Linked DNA regions of Anas platyrhynchos: region 2 is linked to region 1. A link is a contact called in public Hi-C data. All regions are on one chromosome and are shown on one strand. Each heading gives the region's core, a stretch centred on a gene start, on an enhancer-like site or on the middle of the called end of the contact. The rest is flanking DNA. Distances are from core to core; before and after follow the strand shown.

What was found. A called contact is a pair of places that touch in the nucleus more often than the background predicts.
Region 2: a Hi-C map of subcutaneous adipose tissue shows a contact between it and region 1, with 2.1 times the contacts expected there. The contact joins two enhancer-like sites. A contact is called at or near these places in 2 of 8 Hi-C or Micro-C datasets (skeletal muscle and subcutaneous adipose tissue).

The regions. Positions count from the first base shown.
Region 1 is chr2:138,175,513-138,178,956 of IASCAAS_PekinDuck_T2T, reverse strand. CUBN (cubilin) reads left to right here. Exons shown (of 67, transcript XM_005015103.6): 59 at 346-563. Among named protein-coding and RNA genes, the nearest start is that of RSU1, 18 kb to the right of the region's middle. Within about 2 kb of position 2,141, at least 3 of the 8 cell types and tissues checked have an H3K27ac peak or open chromatin away from gene starts, as enhancers often do. A contact at or near this core is called in subcutaneous adipose tissue, where this site is marked.
Region 2 is chr2:138,235,335-138,238,435 of IASCAAS_PekinDuck_T2T, reverse strand. The region is part of intron 29 of CUBN (cubilin); the gene reads left to right. Among named protein-coding and RNA genes, the nearest start is that of CUBN, 66 kb to the left of the region's middle. Within about 2 kb of position 1,450, at least 1 of the 8 cell types and tissues checked has an H3K27ac peak or open chromatin away from gene starts, as enhancers often do. A contact at or near this core is called in subcutaneous adipose tissue, where this site is marked.

The DNA of each region.
Region 1 (3,444 bases), core at 892-3,391:
CATGCTCAAGGAAATTGCAGGGTAAGCAATTTGCAGAAGTGACAGAGGGTATATTTGCACGGGGGAGATCTGCTTCTTCACAAAACGCTGAGGTGTGCTGACAGCTTGCCTTGAAGAGGCCCAGTGGGTGAGGGTGATTATTTCTTTGAGGCTGGTTGGCTGCAGCGTTTTGCCATGCTGTTAATAGTTCTGCTTGCTTGTTTTCCAAAGAGCAATGTCTTGTGGTACCTGTTTTTGCATGGCTTTGACCATTGCTATTACTTGTGCTTTCCTTAAGCCCTAAAAACACATAGCACAGGAGTAGAAATGAAAGTGTGATATCTAATGCTCCAACGTACTTTACAGATTCAACAGCTTCCAGCTTGAAATATCTCCCTCCTGCTACAAAGATTACGTGGCTGTATATGATGGCTCAGACACCCATGCTCCTCTTCTCGGGAAATTCTGTGGGTCAGAACTGCCTCCGAATATTAAGAGCTCCAGTAACAAATTGTTCCTGGTGTTTAACACGGACTTCTCTGGATCAGGCAGGGGATGGAAAGCATCGTTCAGGGAGACCTTAGGTAAGAATATTATCAGACTCATAACCCCAACAGTCTGCTGGTAAGTAATTTCCTTTGGTTGCTTTCAGCAGCTTTCAGCTGCTATGGTCTCACTCTCGCTAAAAGTGCTGGAAGCAGAAAAATGTTTCTGAGTAAAAGGCAAACACTGTGGGATCCCCTGCATTCCAGACTTGGTTCTGAACTGATTCATTTTACTTTTTGTTAGCTTTTTCCTGCCTTTTTGGAGGCACAAACATTTCTTGGGTGACTGAAGGCACCCAAAGTTATCTCTTTTGGTGAAAATCTGGCAATACTTGAGAACACTCATTCTTCAATGTTGAAAGGTTGGTTGTGTGCTATAAATGCCTCCTTTCCATCTATAAATGCCTCCTTTCCATCTATCCTTCATTTCCATTTCCTTGAAGCTCATCTCACAACTGTTTAATAATTAAACAGTTAAGATTAGTTAAGATTGGGGTTCCCCCCAGGCACCACTGTGCTGATCGCTGCTGATTTGGGAGATTGGTCAGGTTAGCTGGCCCCCAAGTAAATGGGATCATAGTGAGAAGGCACGGATGTTAAATGTTTTGAATGGACACAAGAGTGAGAGGCAAAGTTTGATTATTTCTCTATAAAAGGTTTAAGCCTACTGGTCTATTCTTAAGATCAAATTTTAAAAGGATTTTTTTACCTTCTTATAACAGCTGAATTGTTTAAGGATGATAAGCAACAAATTATTATTACATGTAAATTGATTTCATGTCATCACTTCTAGTTTCTTGTGTAATTAACTCAATGTTTTTGTGAAAAAGCATCTTTTAGAAAGAGGTAATTGTCTGGTTTAAAAAGCTGGCACTCAGACAGTTCAGAATGAAAGGCCTTTGTAGCAGGACAAACATAGTCTTCTGCTGAGTCATTGAATCCCCTCCCAACTCCTAGCTAGCGACTTTCTCATTTGATACAGTCTGAGAAAGTATTTACAGATAAGGAAAATAACTGGTTCTACAGTCTTTGCCAAAAAAAATATTCCCACAGAACTTCATGGTCGTTACTATTATTAACTCTTCTTTTGCTTGACTCAAAGAAGTTGCTACAATAATCTTTCAGACCACTCTTGTGGACTCTTATTTCAAGTTACATAGTGTTGCCTCATAGTGTTGCTGTCTATAAACCGTTAGGTATCAGTTGTCTCCACAGCCTGGCTTTGTGCTTCCAGGGTGACATCATAAGGAACTCTCCAAGCTCTTGCTCTTCCTGTTGGCACATTGTCAATTTTTTTAGCCACTGACTGCTGATTTATTTGCATTACTTGCCAGAGATTCTGCTTAAGCACAAAACAGAACACAAGCCAAGCTGTCCGAATCAATACCATTCATGATTATTTCCCTGAGTGAGGAAAAGACTTTTATTTGTAACCTCTGACACCTACCAGCCTAATTTTTGCAGGCTCTCAAGGAAAGGGAGGTTGTGATGTTGCAGGACTTACTCAGGAGCAATGGAGCTGCAAACTGGAAAAAAATAGCCATGTGGAGATGTGGGTTGTGTGACGAATAGTCCTTGGTGATGAGGTACTTAATGTTAGGTCTCTTCTCCTCTGTGGGAAGCAAGCCACAGGGACTAAACCACACAGCCTGTAGGAAAGATCCTGGCAGTCCCATGCTAATATGGGGTGGCCAAAAAGAAGAAAAGTATATTATAATAGGAAAAAATGAGTCACATTCCTATAAAAATGTGCAGTTTGATTTGTCTGAGAAACAGAGCCAGGAAAATTTGTGACACATCTTTGTACTATGAGGTCTGAGATTCTGCTTCAAATGAAAGCAAATAAAACCATGAAGATCGAAGAGCCTGTTGTTCTAAATGCTGCTTTAGAGGAGCTCCCTCATCTCTGTCAAAAGATAAAACCCGTGTGGTTTTGTCAGAGTACAAATGCAATCAGATGACAATTAATAATGATAAATCTCTTGGATAAGGAAGATGGTATCTGCAGAGAGAAAACAAGCCTCATTCTCTCTTGGATGACAATGAGCACATTATTCTGCAGTTACCCTAGGGAAGCACAACAGGATAACGTAATTATTGCACTCTGCTTAATGTTGTGAGTGACCCTGATTATGTATTGGAAAGATGCAAGCAGAAACAGTAAACCCATTTGTAGCAAACCGAACTATTTCCTTTCTTCGCAAACTCTTTCCAGTTTCTTTTGTGATCAGGCTTCTTTCAAGGATACTGCCAAAATCCAGGGCTAAGCGGTGTTCATCTCTTGCAGATTTTACTACTGGGGAGTCAATCTGATAGCCACTGCAGTGGGAGGAAAGACAGAAGATGAAACAGGAAACTCAAAGAATCCTAGCAAGACCTACAACCAGGCATTCAAAGAGTTAAACCCTGACATTTGTGTAGAAAAAAAATCCCAGCTTTAATTAAAGCAGTATGTTTGCACCACTGCTCCTTCACCCACTAGAATATTGAAGGCCCCCCACTAGTCAGAAAAGGGAAACTAACAGAAAGTATGAAATCGTATTAATTTGGCTGTGTGGCAATATATCGCCTTTTCTCTCATACCAATATACTTTCACCATGCCACTCCATATGCTGTGCAATGTATTGCTGAATGCACATTGCACAACCAGCACTCTTTGCCATAAGTGACTCTGTGACATGGGGCATTTGATGCTGGGGGCTATATGGCCGTCAGTGCAATTTTAGGGGTCTGTAGTCATAGAATCATAGTTTTCACCTTCCCTGCTGCTAAGTTCGGATGCTTACCAGCCTCACTTTTTGAATCACTGGACGTGCTCTCCAGCTGAACTGGTGAACTGGGCTGACTGGAGGATCCCAGCCTGCTGCCAGTGTTAGATTTGTGAAAGGAAAGGCTCCTTCTCTTACCACTGACCTTTTT
Region 2 (3,101 bases), core at 201-2,700, 60 kb before region 1:
TGCCTATTTCTCTCTTGCACATTTTTCTGATGTATATTCATTCTTGTAAAGTGTAGCCAGTCTCCCTTTCCTTCCCTTTGACATTGCTTCCTAAACAAGCTGTCCCTTTCATGTCACTATCCCTTTCCTACCATATGTTTCACTAAGACAAGTTACTAAAAAATAAAAGTGTAGGAAATCCTCAATTCTGCATACTCAAGAGCTTGAAAGGTTCCCCTAAGCGTCCTTCTTGCCTCTTTCATGAAACAGTAGCAGTCTGTCTTTCTCTCTTCCCTGCCAGATTCCACTCCTTTCACAAACATTTAGAAGCAATTTTAAAGTTGTTTTTAACTGTTTTCTAGAAATGTTTTATAGAAATAGAAGCCATCATTTTGGATGCAATGAAAGAGTTAAAAATATTTTTAAGAGCTTCTATTGAAAACACATACAGAGAAAAATGACCATATGTTGTTAAATTACCACATATGACCATGTTGTTAAATTATGATATCTTTTTCTTAATATTTACCAGGTTTTTGTAAACTATAAATATATGCTGACACAGCAAGATGTAGCAGTGAGCTGAAAAAGAAAGAACCCACTAGGACCAGGAAGAATGGTCTCAAACTAAAAGAGGATAGATTTAGACTAGACATTAGGAAGAAATTCTTCACTGTAACAGTAGGGAGGCACTGGAACAGGTTGCCCAGAGAGATTTTGGATGCCCCATCCCTGAATGTGTTCAAGGCCCGGCTGGATGGGGCTTTGGGCAACCTGGTCTAGTGGGTGGCATCCCTGCCCATGGCAGGGGGTTGGAGTTAGATGATCCTTAAGGTCCTGTCCAACCCAAGCCATTCTCTGATTCTATGAACCCTGTAAACCTATTGCACTTCCAGATCTTTAACAGGTGCTTTGGTCTTCTCATTTCTCCTCATAAAGAACCAAGTATTAACATAAGTTGATTTTCTGTCAAAGCTGGGCTTTCTCTTTGCTGGCAGTTATATCTGAACAAGGATCAGTTTTACTCCCAGAAAATCTGTGTCATGAGGGTGACCAACCACATAAAAACAGCCTTCTGTTGCTCATAACACTGGAATGCTGACTGTTAACAGTAAATGGAGCTAACGGGGCAGAAGTAAATGATAAGAACAGATTAAAACCATGGGCTTTATGACAATGTCCTGCATTCCTGCTATGCCATCCAACTTTATTTTATCTCTGGATCAGTTGCTGTGATCAAACTAAATGTTTTTATTTTTATTTTCATTTTTATCTGTTTGCAGCTCAGATATCCTGTGACTCTTTGTGAACCACACCCTGGAATTCATTCTTTCCATCAATCCTCTTTTCCCTCTTTTTTTTTTTTTTTTTCCTTTTTTTTTGTCATGTGGTAACTGTTGGTTTTCCTCTTTGTAGCCAAAAGTAACATTTTATTGTTTTTTGTCATGGAAACACTCAAAATTGTTTTTGCTCCAGCCCTTGTGAAACCATCTGATTAATCGAACCAGCATAAGGGAGTAAAGAAATATGCTCCGAAGTGTAAGGAACATGCCTTTGACTAGTGCTCTTTATTTTGAAATTGTGCAGAAAGCTGTTGCGGAACAGCTAACAATGTAAAGGAAACCCACAGAACTCAGATTCCCATCCGTATTTCCCCCCCATCCTAAATTCTCTTCTAACAGCCCAGTTTTATAAGTGTTCAGCTTGGCCCACGCTTGTTTCTGAGGTAATACCAGAAATCAGCAGGGTTTATGTCAGAGCTGGGTTTGGTCTCCTTGCCTCTGGTGTGCAGATGGCTGCAGGGAGCACCAGGGGTGATGGGAGAAGCTGGCCCATGATGCATATTAGATGCATATTAGAAAGTCCTGCTGTTTCCTCTACCACATAGCTTCTCTGGGCAGGTTTAGCTGATTAAGAACATGTGTTTCTGCTAGGTCCCATGCTGTTACTCTGACACAAAGAGATATACCACAAACGCATTTTAAAATTCACATTTTGTACAGACTTCTGACAAATGCAGTTGTCATTGGGCCTCACAAGCAACCTAGCAGTGACATTTTACTGAAGACACTGAGCTTCCAGCAGACAAGCATGCTTCTTTCCAGGACTGTGACTCCTTCCTTACAGTCTTAATCTGAGCTGTGGTTTCAGCTGTTCTGACTTCTGAATGCCTTGAGAGGATCAATAGGACAGAAGAGCCATTATCCATTCAAGCCATGCAGACTCCCTGCAGAAAGCAAAAAATTGCTGGTTTCAGTCAAAATTAAAATATTTAGGCTATTAAGCCTGTGTAATCAGCCACTAAAATAAAATACAGTTTCTGAACATCTAAGAGACCATGAAGAAATTAATTCCTTCTTCTGGGGGTGGAAGCTTGAGCTTCTAAGTGCCACATAACCCTGGTTTCAGTCAATATTTTTTTCCAGTTAAAATTTCTTTGTACTTCTAATGGCAGGCACTGTATGCAGCTAGTGTGCACACAATCAATGAAATTACATAGCAATGCACTACCCTTATCCCTGGAGATGGTGGGACTAGTTCAGCTATTTGTAAGTCTTGTTCAGTTATTTAGATTGGACAGAACACAAACTTCTTCCAAAGTTAAAAAGTTTCTGGCCAGAGCTTATTAAAATACTGAGTTTCCTCTCATCCAGAAGGGATCAGAGGTGAAAGGGACTTATAGAAGGCTGGTTCTTACAGCACTGTTGCTTTCTGAGAGAGATTAATGGATTGCTTTTTTGACCTTTTTCATGTTTGAGAGACTAAGAAAATATTGGTGCAGATTTAGGATGCTACTAAATCCAGCTACTAGTGGGAAAATCTTGATGGAATCTGTTGACCTGTCCTCCTATTCCCTAGTTTTGTTGTTAGAACTTGCCATTCTCTAGTTTATCTTTAGGATTTATTACATAATATATGCTGATACAAGCAGAGTATCTGTTATTGCTCTACCTATTGATAGTTCAGTTGCTGAAGGACAATAGCACACTCTTATTTGTCTCTATTTAACAATTTTCGTATATGAGGTTACTGTCAAGCTGTCTTTTGCAGCTGCTGTCTCATGAGGGACATCCCAATGTAAGGCAGACCACAGTATCAGGTGAATTTCATTAGCATGCGAC